2 separate regions of the Callithrix jacchus genome follow, and region 1 is linked to region 2. Evidence: chromatin contacts called from public Hi-C data. All regions are on one chromosome and are shown on one strand. Each heading gives the region's core, a stretch centred on a gene start, on an enhancer-like site or on the middle of the called end of the contact. The rest is flanking DNA. Distances are from core to core; before and after follow the strand shown. Region 1 holds the start of NAPEPLD (N-acyl phosphatidylethanolamine phospholipase D). Region 2 holds the start of FAM185A (family with sequence similarity 185 member A).

Evidence for each region. A called contact is a pair of places that touch in the nucleus more often than the background predicts.
Region 1: a Hi-C map of skeletal muscle shows a contact between it and region 2, with 5 times the contacts expected there. The contact joins the promoter of NAPEPLD here to the promoter of FAM185A in region 2. A contact is called at or near these places in 2 of 3 Hi-C or Micro-C datasets (both in skeletal muscle).

The regions. Positions count from the first base shown.
Region 1 is chr11:73,502,632-73,509,583 of calJac240_pri, forward strand. NAPEPLD (N-acyl phosphatidylethanolamine phospholipase D) reads right to left here and starts at 3,578. Exons shown (of 6, transcript XM_017975423.4): 1 at 3,270-3,578. The coding sequence starts at 3,493. It overlaps PMPCB (peptidase, mitochondrial processing subunit beta), which reads left to right and starts at 3,313. Exons shown (of 16, transcript XM_078343069.1): 1 at 3,313-3,944; 2 at 4,447-4,524. It also overlaps the pseudogene LOC144578387.
Region 2 is chr11:73,053,207-73,059,418 of calJac240_pri, forward strand. It overlaps FAM185A (family with sequence similarity 185 member A), which reads left to right and starts at 1,734. Exons shown (of 9, transcript XM_054237860.2): 1 at 1,734-2,373; 2 at 4,457-4,566. The coding sequence starts at 1,926. All of the region lies in intron 2 of CCDC146 (coiled-coil domain containing 146), which reads right to left.

The sequences.
Region 1 (6,952 bases), core at 2,328-4,827, 450 kb after region 2:
GTAATTGAAAGACCTTCAAAATACAGAAGATAACTCCAGCTGCCCTATTAAGATGTGGCTAGTTTTGGCCAGGTGTGGTGGCTCACGCTTGTAATCCAAGCACTTTGGAGGCCAAGGCAGGCAGATCACCTGAGGTTGGAAGTTCAAGACCAGGCTGACCAACATGGTGAAACCCCGTCTTTATTAAAAAAAAAAAAAAAAAAAAAAAGATGTGACCAGTTTTAGCCGGGCATGGTGGCAAGCCTGTAATCCCAACTACTTGGGAGGCTGAGGCACAAGAATCACCTGAACACAGGAGGCAGAGGTTGCAGTGAGCTGAGATTGCCCTGTTGCACTCCAGCTTGGGTGACAGAGCGCAACTCCGTCTCAAAAAAAAAAAAAAAAAATGTGAAAGCTTGGTGTTTCTTTATTCATTCTTGCAACTGAGAGAGATTACAAAAGCACACAGAAATCTACAGGCATTCATTGTTCAATCAATATATTACTGTCCCTTAATCTGGGAAGGTACCCAAATTAGATAAACACAAGAATCTACGCCTTCAAGGGGAAAAACGATTGCTCTAGGTAGCAGGCTCAAACTGAGACGTTTTTCAATCAAGATTCTGAATTATGCTGATCCATCTATATGCCAGACCTGTGCTTCCATAGCCAACAGAGCTGACCATTCACAACCTGTTACCTAGAGACAGGGGTGCAATCTATGAGTGTGTTGCTGACCAACGCTTGCTCATCCACACCCCTCCACTTTCGATTCATTGGAATCCCAGTGTAATAAGAGTCTGCAGTGTATACATTTTGCTGAAGGCTGGGGCTGCAGAGCTAAGGGACCCTGGCCAAATCACCAAACTCTCCTAGGCTCTCAGTGTTCTATTTTCCTCATTTGTGGAACAGGGCTAATGATCTCACATACATCTATAAAATCAAACTCTCTATATATACATATATTTAAAATACTTGAAAGAGCTTGGTAAATGATAAAGATGTAACACATTATTTAACCAGCTGAGCTGGCAGAAGACTATATCTCTAACATAAAACTGCCCCTGGGGATATATGAGTTCATATGTTATCTGTCTCCAAAGTCTGTTAGTAAAACTACTTAAATACACAATAAATGGTTATTAAATTCAAAAGACAAGTCAAGCAAAGCAGTATAAATTATAGACAGAATTCTTCAGTAGTATAGGTGTTAGAATGATATATTACTTGAACCTTATGCTGGAAATCACATGGGTGATTTTTTTAATGCCAGTTTTATGCATGCCCTCACAGGCCTCCAGAATAAAAGTACTCTTTAATGATTAATTATATACACAGTTAATTTCCCTAATAATACTTCAATGAAAACACTTTTTATGTGTATGCATTTCAATCTAAAAAGCCCAGATCAAGAGTCCTCCAGCTATCACTATATTCTTATTTATAAAGCATAGAAACCAATGGAAAAACCCACTACATCCACAGCTATCCAACACTACAAAGAAAAAGCAGAATGAAACAATAAAATTAAAGGCAAATGCTGCTTTTCCAAACACAGACTAAATGTTCAAAAAAATTCCCTCAGTTTTCCAAACTCACAAATACTCAACGTAACATACAAACGAACACAAGAATGACTTTCGAACAAACACAAGGATGACGGTATCGACTCAAGCATAACCAAAACCCTGTGATGGAATGCTTATGCTAAAATGTTCTTCATAATAGTTATAACTGGACTAATTTTAAATTAGAATTTTGCAATATAGAATTTCTACAGTATAATTTAAAACTATCAGTGAAAATACGGGTATGAGAAATACACTAAGTATTTTTATCTCTTGGAGACTTACCATAATTCTTGTAGCAGGAAAGCCTCCAGAATGTTAACAAAATAAAATCTCTGAAAATCCTGACTATATTTTCAGTTCACTTAAAACAACTTTAACACCTCAATCTCTCTCTTATTTTAAATAAGTACTTTTACCCTAAATTTCTTCTTTAACAGACCTAGTATTTTCTTGCAACAAAAATCACACTATTGTGGGATATAGGTAATCTTTTCTTGTTAAAGATTACATAACTTTTTCTAAATGATGTCCATGTCTGCGGCTAATTCATAACCAATGTAACTGAAAATAGAAATGGAACTGTTAGAGATTTCCATTTTTTAACAAACATGGAAATTATTTCAGTTTGCTAAACTGCATCTCAGGAATGATTTCTCGGACAAATTAATTATCCAGAATTATCAAGCAGCAAACATTTCATGCTAAGCCACAGTCAACCAGGTGAGTCAGTCATATTATAACATATATATATATATCAACCTACATTAAAGGCAAAGACAAGAACGAAATAACTTTTTAAAAGATTGTTAACTTTTCTCACTCCCTTAATATTGTCCAGGTTTAACTGAAGTATAATAAATGCATGAGATCCCAGAACTCATGGAAGAATATTTACCTCAACTACCAGGACCATAGAGTTCTAGCCTGAAAAAAAAAAAAAACCTATCTGAATACGTGCTCTGAAAAGCCTGCAATAATATCCAATTTATAAGAAGCAAACAACCACAGAACAGAAAACAGAAAACTTAAGAAATCACAGCCTTCCACCACCCCTCCCCTACCTAGCCCCATTTTTTTTGCTCTTCATTTCCATTCCATAAATAAGTACACTTATTCCAAAAGAAAAGGGAAGAAACCTGTTGGAATGGATTTTTAGAAGATAAATACTATAGATGAAGCAACAATAAGTTGCTCGGAGGAAGTTGTCGACCCATTTATTTACATACAACTAAAAGAAGATACACCCACATGTATTCCTATCAATGAAGATGCAACCTGGTAATTTGCAGGAAAGATGGGATCTCAAACAAATCCCAGACAGCTACTCTCCCAAAGAGAAAAAATAATGCTGTGGCTCTTCACTCAGGCAGCTTCAGAGATGCAGGCTCCCCAACTCGCGAGGTAAGAAAATTTAAATGAAGCTCTATCGCTCACAAGTGCGGCATCTCCGGGACAAGGAACGGCTCGGGGACCGGGAAACCCACTCACAGCCCGCTCCACTTCGCCGAAGAATTCCAAACCACCCTAGGCTCCAAAGTGCGGATTGCTCCGCCCAGAGACCCTGGAGGTGGCAGCGGAGACGCCACAGAGCACAGCGGTCGGGAGAAAACTGCCTCCAGAGAGGTCCCACAGCCGCCGCAGAGTTCTAGGGCACTGGCAATCCCGGTCCGCGGGCGCGCGGTAGAGGGGCGGGATGAGAGCGCGGGGGCGCGGACTCACCTTGCGTTGGGGGTGGCCGGGCGCGCGCGCTGTCGCCGCCGCTGTTCTTCGGCTTCCGGCCACTGCGTTCCCGGGCACAGCTCCGCGCAGCACACCGCCCCAGCGTAGCTGGAGGGGCCGCGGCGGCTGGTGCCCGGGTTCCCCCGCCCCCGGGCTCGCCGCGCCAGTTCCGCCGAGGGCGCCAGCAGCTGCAGGCAGCGCTTCAGCGTTCGCCGCCTCGCCATTCTTGGGGCGAGTCGTCGCCGGGTCACTTACTTATTGTGACCTTTGAGAACCGGGCCAGCGGCGGCCTCCCTCAGGCTGCCTCTCGAGCCCTTACCAAGATGGCCGCCCCCGTGGGTCGGGGCGCCGAAGCCATCTTGGTAAAGGAAGGGCCTGGGGACACGCTCCCTTCTTCGGGTCTCGTCTGCCCTGCCCTGCCTTTGGAGTCAAACACTCTGCGGGGGCACTCCTAAGACCAAATTGGTTCCCCGCGCTGTCCTAAGTCAGAGGCTGACTTTCAGATCGCATGAACAGACTCCTGGACACCAGCCACAGTTACTAAAACTAAATGGGATCCTGCAGACCCACTGGTGGACTCTCGTAGGCAACTCAATCACAGTCAAGAAGCACTGGCATACTCACCGCCTATGGCGCTAGAAGCCTGGTAGCGAAGAAACTAAACTGTAATTTGAAGTGTGTACAGTAGGTATTGAATATTAATGGCAGCACTGTATTTTGTACTGTGTGCTCATTTACTTTTAAAATGGTATCACAGCCCCCTGGTGCACACGGTTCTCATCTAAATTTACATTGTTTTTTAACACTAGAATAACTACAAAAGAGCATAAAATTGTGATTCTGAGTTTCTTACCAGTTTTGCTTTTTAAACTGCAGGATGAAATTAGTTGTTTCAAGAAGTAAGTAAAGGCAGATTGAAGTAAAATTCAACCATGTGTAATTGGGCAAAAAGATTTCTCTTTAAAAGTCCTCCTGAGGTGTGCCAGGGGTTAACAAAAAAGTAGGTCGTTTCTGGTGATATCTTGACAGAAAAGAAAACACCACCACAGGTTCTAAATGCAGATAAGACTGACAGAAAAATGCAACCCATACCATTCTGCATTTTAAAAGTGAATGTGCCTGCGTGATATTGCAGGAATGGAGAGAACTATGTTGACTGTGAACTTTATCTCCTCAGGCTAGCTTTCAGTGGCTGCTGAACTTAAGGGTGATTAAGAGCTGCTTGTGCCTGGGTGGAGAGCCGAGACTGCACAAGGTGAGTAATACCTCTGTACAACAGAAGAAAAAAAAAGTAAGAGCACACATAAAAACGCAAAGGGTAAACTGAAGTTACGTCTCAGAAGTTTTTCCTCGTGTTCTTGACTAAGCATCGAAGAAGTAATCGCGGCACTATGAGAGGGCAAGACAGAAGTATCCTTTGAGGCCAGGAGTTAGAGACCAGCCTGGGCAACATAATGAGACTTCATCTCTACAAATAATAATTTTAAAAAAATATATTAGCCAGGCAAGGTGGCCCTTTGGCCTGGGCGTTAGGAGGGGCAGGAGCTTCCTCCTTATCTTTTGGTGCCACCTGTGGTCCCAGCTACTCCAGAAGCTGAGGTGGGAGGATCAATTAAGGCTGGGAGATCAAGGTCTCAGTGAGCTCTGATCACGCCACTATACTCCAGCCTGGGCAACAGAGCAAGACCCCATTTCCAAAAAAGAAAGAAAAGGCTGGGCACTGTAGCTCACCCCTGTAATCACAGCCCTTGGGGGGCCAAGCCAGGAGGATCACCTGACGTAAGGAGTTCGAGACCAGCCTGGCCAACATGGTGAAATCCTGTCTCAAGTAAAAATACAAAAAGTAGCTAGGCATAGTGGAGCACACATGTAATCCCAGCTACTAGGGAGGCTGAGGCAGGAGAATTGCTTGAACACCAGAGATGCATGTTGCACTGAGCCGAGATGGTGCACTACAGCCTGGTAGACAGAGCAAGACTGTCTCAAAAAAAAAAAAAAAGGAAAATGCTCTTTGTTCCTCACTCCTACTCTTTTTTTTTTTTTTTTTTTTAATTAAAGTTTTTGTCCGTTATTGGGTAAAGGCAGAGGGAAGCAGACAGACCAGTTGGACATAGTAAATGGGTGTGTGAGGTCAAAGTGCCGCTGGAAAGCCAGCCAACCCACACTCCCATGAAATGGATGTTAATGCCCTTCAAACTCTGGGCACTGGTTTCACACACAGCCTCCTCCAGGGATAAAAGAAGGAGTCCTTGAAAAGTTTCTTCTTTTCTTTCCTTTCCTTTCCTTTCCTTTCCTTTTCTTTCTTTCTTTCTTTTTCTTTCTTTCTTTTCTTTCTTTCTTTCTTTCTTTTTCTTTCTTTCTTTCTTTTCTTTCTTTTCTTTCTTTCTTTCTTTTTCTTTCTTGAAGGAATCTCCCTCTGTTGCCCAGGCTGGACTGCAGTGGCATGAGCTAGGCTCGCTGCAACATCCGCCTCCCAGGTTCAGTTGATTCTCCTGTGAAAGCCTTCTGAGTAGCTGCGACTACAGGTGTGTGCCACCACGCCCAGCTAATTTTTGTATTTTTAGTGGAGATGGGGTTTCACCATGTTGCCCAGGCTGGTCTCAAACTCCTGGCCTCCCAGAGTGCTGCGTGTGAGCCACTGCACCCGACAGCTTCTTGTTTTCTTATCTCTACGATGGAGACAAATTCTGGTTTTCCTAGGACAACTAACTCTAGTCACAAAGATCTCTGGAGTAAGTGAGCATGGTGGAGTGTCAGGGTGAGTGATCCAAAAGGATAAGTAGAACAGGAGCCTTGTCCAGACCCTATTATAACCCCCATACCTGTGAATGACCTCCCCAGCCCAACCAGAAGTTGATGAAGTGGCATGTGTCTGGTGAAAAGATACCTATATTTAGAGTTAGCCAGCTGGACTCAGTTTAGATGATCCTAATTTTGTTGGCAATGTCTAAAGCATTGTAATCAAGAGCCAGTGAAACTTAATGCCTTTTTCCTCCATCAGGCCTAATCAGGGCATTGACCTTGGCCACATCACTGTCATAGAACTTCTTCACAGCCTGTTTGATCTTGTGCTTGTTGGCTTTAACATACATAATGAACACAGGTGTGTTGTTGTCTTCTGTCTTCTTCATGGCTGACTCAGTGGTCAGAGGAAATTTGATGATAGCATAGTGGTGAAGCTTGTTTCTCCTAGGATATTTGGGCTGCCTCCAGAGTAAGTGTCTTGGGCTGTGGGAAGGTGGTGACGTGCAGGTCTTTTTTTTGTGGCTGTGGACACCTTTCAACACTGCCTTCTTGCCCTTCAAAGCCTTCCCTTTGGCCTGGGCATTAGGAGGGGCAGGAGCTTCCTCCTTATCTTTTGGTGCCATCTTGTGGAAAGGGCACTCCCATTCTTTATTGTGAAAAAAAATCCAACTATATAGGTAATAGTTATGCCTTTCCTCTTTCTTTTTTTTTTTTTATTTGAGACAGAGTCTCACTCTGTTGCCCAAGCTGGAGTGCAGTGGCTTGATCTCGGCTCACTGCAACCTCCCTGTTTCATGTAAATTTTCACTGCCATAAAAGAAGTAACACTTGAATATAAATTTAATTTTCTTCAGCAAGGCAACTTTACTTTCTGCAGAAAGTGTGCTCCAGTTTGCCATTTTGCCAGGAAGGGACACTGAACAAAGGAGGCAGGGCTA
Region 2 (6,212 bases), core at 484-2,983:
ATTTAATCTAAAAATGTCTAGACTTCCACAGAAAATCTGAGTACATTCTCAACTTCTTTAAGCCAGTGCCTTTTTCCAAATTTCTTTTCAAAGTTACACCTGTCAGTTTTCATCAAAAAAAGTTTGAAGATTATTCTGAATAATTATGACTAATGAAACCCAAAGACAAGGATAGAACTAATTCAGTGGGCCCCTGCTGAACCTGAGCTAGCACCTATAATCAGTGAGTCTTCACTGAAGGAAGAATAAGGAAGGAGGAAGGACTAAAAGGGCAGAAAAGAGGCAATGATAAGTTAAGAAAGCACTGAATTTTTAAAAAGGTAGTGGCTAGCAGAGAACATGAGAGTTGAACCCATAAGGACTTCAGCCCAGTCTATCTATCACAGTAGCCCCAGGAATTCTGGTCATTGTAGGGGGTTCAATTTTTTAAGGAACTTACATTTTAGAAAGATCAGCCTTGCAGGTTTCTTGGCTAAATAATTAGGGAATAATTTTTAGGAGGAAGTAAGGCGCACACAAGGGGAGAGAGAAATCAGGCAGGAAAGAAGAAAATAAATCGTTTTGTTCCCATTATTTTACTGGTCATAGAATTACAAAAGGTAAACACACACACACACACACACACACACACACACTCCTTATAATTTAGGACCATCTTTCTTCATTTTAAAACTAAATAGACAGGTCTAGGTGACACAGATAAAGCAGTGGTGGAACCAGGAAAATAATCTGACTCTTGTCTCTGCACTTTCCACCGCACCACGGTGACTCTCTTTTATGTGTGTGTCTTTTTTTTAAGACTCTACAACAAAACTGAGGATCATTTGCAGTTAAAGAGATCAATGCTATTCTCAAAACAAGTTCTGATCTCTCATAATTTTCTTGGTAACTCAGAATCAATGTTAAGAACATTGAAATAAAAATATAGTACTTTACATGGTAATTTTGTAGACTGTGCACCATATTCCCATCCATTTTCTTACTTGATCCTTACAAAAACCCTTTTTGAGGCATGGCAAGGAAGGTATTATAATCTTCATTTTTAAAGTGAGCAATTAAAACTCAAAGTAAGGTCACTTAGGGTCAGGAAGGAGCCAATACTCTATTTCTATATTTGGAATACAGGAGGGAGTACACCTCCAATGAGGCAATTCCGTCCAAAAGCACCAATTTGGCTCTTCACTCTTTTGCCAAGGCATTCTCCATCCCCCGGGGGACGCCCCCACTAGGTTAGTGAAGCGTGCGTCTTGACATCCACAGAGGTTACTCCTAGTTTGCACCTAGTTGTCATCTTTAGAAGCACAGTTTCTTACCCCTTCCCTTGGTCCTGATCCTTATTTAGGCTTCTATTTTCCTCTTTGGGATTTGGCCTCCTGAGTCTCACTCCAAAGCTTCACCTCTCCAAACAAGAAGTCGCGTCCTTGGTATCCAAGGTGACTACGCAACTTTACGCTCGTTGTCCTTTCCGCTCCTTCCATTGGCCAGTTGGACTTCCAAGAACCGCCCCTCCAATGGCCAATGGTCTTGAGGCAAAGGGCACGCGCCTTTCCAGCGAGTCTAACACCTGCTTTCTTACCCTGTCTCCTCTGCGCATTGCCTCCTGGGATATGTGGTTTCTAAGATGCCAGAGCTCTGCGACGTTTCAACCTTTAGAACTACTTATCCCGTCGACCTTAGCGAAAGGGGCGGGAGTAGGCAAGAAGTCCGGGTCAGAGTTTAGAGCTTTCAAATTCGAACTTGCCTCTGAGGATTGATTGGCGGATCTTTAAATCGCCTCCAGCAAGCGAGCTAGTGCTTGCTTCATTTAAACCGTGACAGACGTCTCCTGTTTCACTGGAGACATCACAGCAGATAAGTCGATTGGCTGTGGCAAGTGACCCTCTCTGTGGTTGAAGTGTTCTGAGGACGGGCCAGAAGGGCGCGCCATGCTCGCCCCTTGCTCAGGCTGGGAGCTTGGCTGCCTCAGTCTCCGTCAGGTCCGACTATGGGCTGGCGCTGGGCGCTGGTCTTGCCGGGAGTGCCAAGCCAGGCCGTACGGCTCAGGTCGGGGGGAGCGCTGGCCAGGATCGGAGGCTGAGGTCCCTCCTCCTGGCCCGGCGCGACGGACTCTGAAGGAGTGGACGCTGCAGGTGAGCCCATTCGGTCGGCTGCGGGCGCGGCTCCCATGCCACCTGGCCGTGAGGCCCCTGGACCCCCTCACCTACCCGGATGGCGACCGAGTGCTGGTCGCGGTGTGCGGCCTGGAGGACGGTGAGCGGCGGGTCCTGGATAGCTTGTTGGTGAAGTACGACGAGACTCTTGAGGAGATGGCCATCGTGTCTGATAGTATCGACCCCCAAACGTCCGTGGAGGTGAACGCGCCCCTGAAGTTTGGCAAGTAAAGTGAAAACGGGTTTGGGTTACAGCGCACGCACAGTGAACTCATTAAATTTGGTAGACGTGCACTTTTAATTGATCCTGGCTTTCTAAACCTAATTTACAGTTGACGCCTTCGGAAGTGCACCTTTTCCTCTGTTCTGTTCTTGAGTATCTGAGCAGTATTTAAAAATTAGGTTCCCAATTATAGAAATTTTATCCATCGAATGGAAACATGATTTGGTATAATCCAGGTCAAATTACATTTGTGGAGCTTCTTGTGTTCTCCTTTATCCCATTGTCATTAACAAAGTGGCTTATTTTTCAAGGTTGAGGTTTCTTGACAATCCATTCAATGGTATGGAAGTCCATCTACATTTCCTCTTGCTCACAGCCTGGGAGTCTGTCCCCAAACAGCCCTGCCAATAAGATGTTCTATGTATTACCTGGTTTGAGTATTTGGTTTTAGACAGGCAGCCTAGCTTTTTACTGTTATGTTTCCATTCCTTTTGGCCTAAGTTCTCCATGAGTAGCAAGCTTTGAAGAAAAACATGTGGTAAGCCTGCCTAAGAAACTTAAATAGTAATGCTGCAAGATACGTTTCCTAGGTTTTGGGGTTGTACGTTATTTCCTAAATGGCAAGGCACTGTGTACACACACTTTTCTAGGAAGGGCTCCCCAGACTGTCACTCTTCCTGGGACTGAAGGAAGATATTGATGATGATGATGATGATTCATTCTTCCTGGGACTGAGGGAAGGTATTAATGATGATGATGATGATAATGATGATAATAATGACATTTAGCATTTTTAAGATCATCTTTTATAATGCTTACAGTTGCACCAAAAAGTAGATGCAGTAGTCCTCCCTTATGCACCGTTTGGATTTCTCAATTTGTTACCTGCCTCAACTGTTACAGGAAAATATTAAGATATTTTGACAGATCACATTCACATAACTTTTATTAGAGTATGTTGTTATAATTGCTCTATTACTGTTGTTAATCTCTTACTATGCCTAGTTTATAAATTAAACTTGATCACTGATATACATATATATAAGAAAAAAACATAGACTATATAGGATGTGGTACTATCTGTGGTTCAGGCATGGTGGGGTGGGGTGGGTGCTTCTTGTCCAGTGTAAGAGAAATCATCAATATATATGTGAATTCCAAATTAATATCAGTGTTTTTAATTTTTAAAATTTGTATACAGAGATGCCTGCAGTTACATCTTAAATAGACAGCCAAGGATGGCATTGTGATTCCTTATTTTCCAAACTTTCTTCATATACCACTGTCTTTTGTCCACAAGAGATTACTGTTGGGGTTTTTTTGTTTGTTTTGACACTGTGTCTTACTCTGTCACGCATGCTGGTATTCAGCGGCGTAAACATGGCCCACTGCAATCTTGACTTCACGGTTTTAAGCGATCTTCCCACCTCTGCCTCCTGAGTACTTGGGACTACAGGTGCATGCTACCATGCATGGCAAATGTTTTTACTTTTGTAGAAATGGAATTTTGCCACATTGCCCAGGCTGGTCTGGAACTCCTGGGCTTCAAGCAATCCTCCTTCCTTGGCCTCCCCAAGTGCTGGGATTACAGGCATGGTGTAATTTTGTGGTTTTAATAGTATATATAGCCTAATCTTGTGGTTTTAATAGTATATATTATGTTTTTCAAAGTTGTTCCCATTTTTAAAATTTACTTCAAATACCTTGTGATATAGCTGCAATGGTAATATTTTCATTTTTTAGGTATGAAAGGTTAGACATAGGATTTAAAAACCTAAGTCATGATCATTTATACTGGGGAACAGGCTTCTACAGTCTTTCACAGGAGAACTTACCAGAATTGCAGTCTCTTATTTCTCTTTAGATGATTTAGGCCAGTAGAAATAACTGCCCTGTTTCTAAAAACTGGCAGAAAGGCTACTGTATTTGTCCTGTTGCCGTGGTAGAAGACTCCTTACCTTTAGAGTATGCCCTTTCCGGGATTCAGTAATGTTATGGACATAACTGAGGACCTGGATTTCTAAAATGCTTTTGAGCTTATAAACGGCAGTACTAACTTTTTTTCTTCTTTTTTTACTTCTAGGTTTGGATATCAAGTCATCTGGGTCTGGTTGTGTAAAAGTTCAAAGTATCGAGTGTGATAACTGTAAAATTGAAACTGAGCAGGGGACCAGCGTCCTGCAGTCTGTTAAGGTATAGCATTTTTCTAATTTTATTTCACTATTTTTAAAAAAAATCCTACACTATGAATTATGCTATCAAACTGAAGAGATTCTTCTATTTCTCAGAACATGGTTATTTATTTATCTCTCAGAAAGTCCTTGGCAAACATTTTGCCTTGAAATCAGTTCTAGTAGAGTACAGAGGTTGTAGCAGTTTTGAGGATATAGCCTCAAATTTCTTTTTGATTTCATTTCAAAGTGTACAGTGAAACTAACAGTATTTTCCTAGTATTCTGAAATCTTACTAAATAAATTTTAGTTTTCATGAATGATTTTCTTCCATTTTATTAGATTAAGGAAGAATCTTTATGCACTATAAATGTGCTTAAATATTAGATTACTTTAATCACATTTTTAATGTACCAGTTAGCGCATTACTTAAGGAGTAAGTAGTTATCTGTGCAAATAACATATGATTCATCTTGCTTTGTAATTAACATTTTTATAATTAACTTTTTTTTTTGAGGCAGGGTCTCACTCTGTCAGCCAGGCTAGAATGCAGTATATGATCTTGGCTTACTGTAGTCTCAACCCGCTAGGCTCAAGGGATCTTCCCACCTCAGCCTCCCAGGTAGCTGAGACTACAGGTGTGCACCACTATGCCTGCCTAATTTTTTTGAAATATTTTTTTTGTAGAGACAGGGCCTCACTGTATTGCCCAGGCTGGTCTTGAACTTATGGGCTCAAGCTATCCTCCTGCCTTGGCCTCCCAAAGTGCTGGGATTACAGGTGTGAGCTACCATGCCTGACCTATATTTAATTTTTTAAAGATTAGACTTGTGTCAGCTATAAATAGTTTGAAATCCTCTCTGATAGGTTCTAGCTTATCATTACTCTTATTGCTTCTTACATTTGCATAGTCAAAACTTGATACTTTTTGAACTTTGAAAGCATGAAGTTTTGTTGAAGTCAGTCATCTTTGCTTCATAATATTTTCATTTTTAGATTTCCAAACACCAGTTAAAATAGTTTGATGCATTTTTTTACATTTTTTTCTTTCATCCACCTTTATTTGCATATATGCCATTAGCATCTGTCTGAATATGAATCATTTCAAATAAATTTAGTAGCACAAATATCATAAAAGATTAACATAACCATCACACATCCTTTTAGCAAAATGAGTTGGTTCAGATTCTTGTTATAAAAGATTATGCAGTAAGGTCTTGATGTTGAATGACTAACTGGGTGAGGATATCATAATTCCTTTTTGTCCTTAGAAATATTTTGTTCAGTCATTGATACTTCAGTTTCAGAAAACTGATCTAGACTGTTGACCTCTGAAGACCCAAGAGTTTGAGATTTCCAATTTCACAATCAAAATTAGAATCTAGTATACTGCCGTCTGTCTCTGCATTTATGTTTTGATTAATCTGATTGTTCTGAAAGATCTTTCTCTGTTAATTTTCTTTTTTGCCATTGCAAGCTTGAAGTTAAAAATGGTTTTTTAGCCTTGGCACTATAAACCTTTTTGGCTAGATAATTCTTTGTGTGGAGCCTGTCCTGTGCAGTATAGAATATTTAGCACCATCTTTGGCCTCTACCTTCTAGATGCCAGTAGAATGCTTCTCAGTTGTGACAAGGAAAAATATCTCCAGACATTGTCAAATGTCTTCT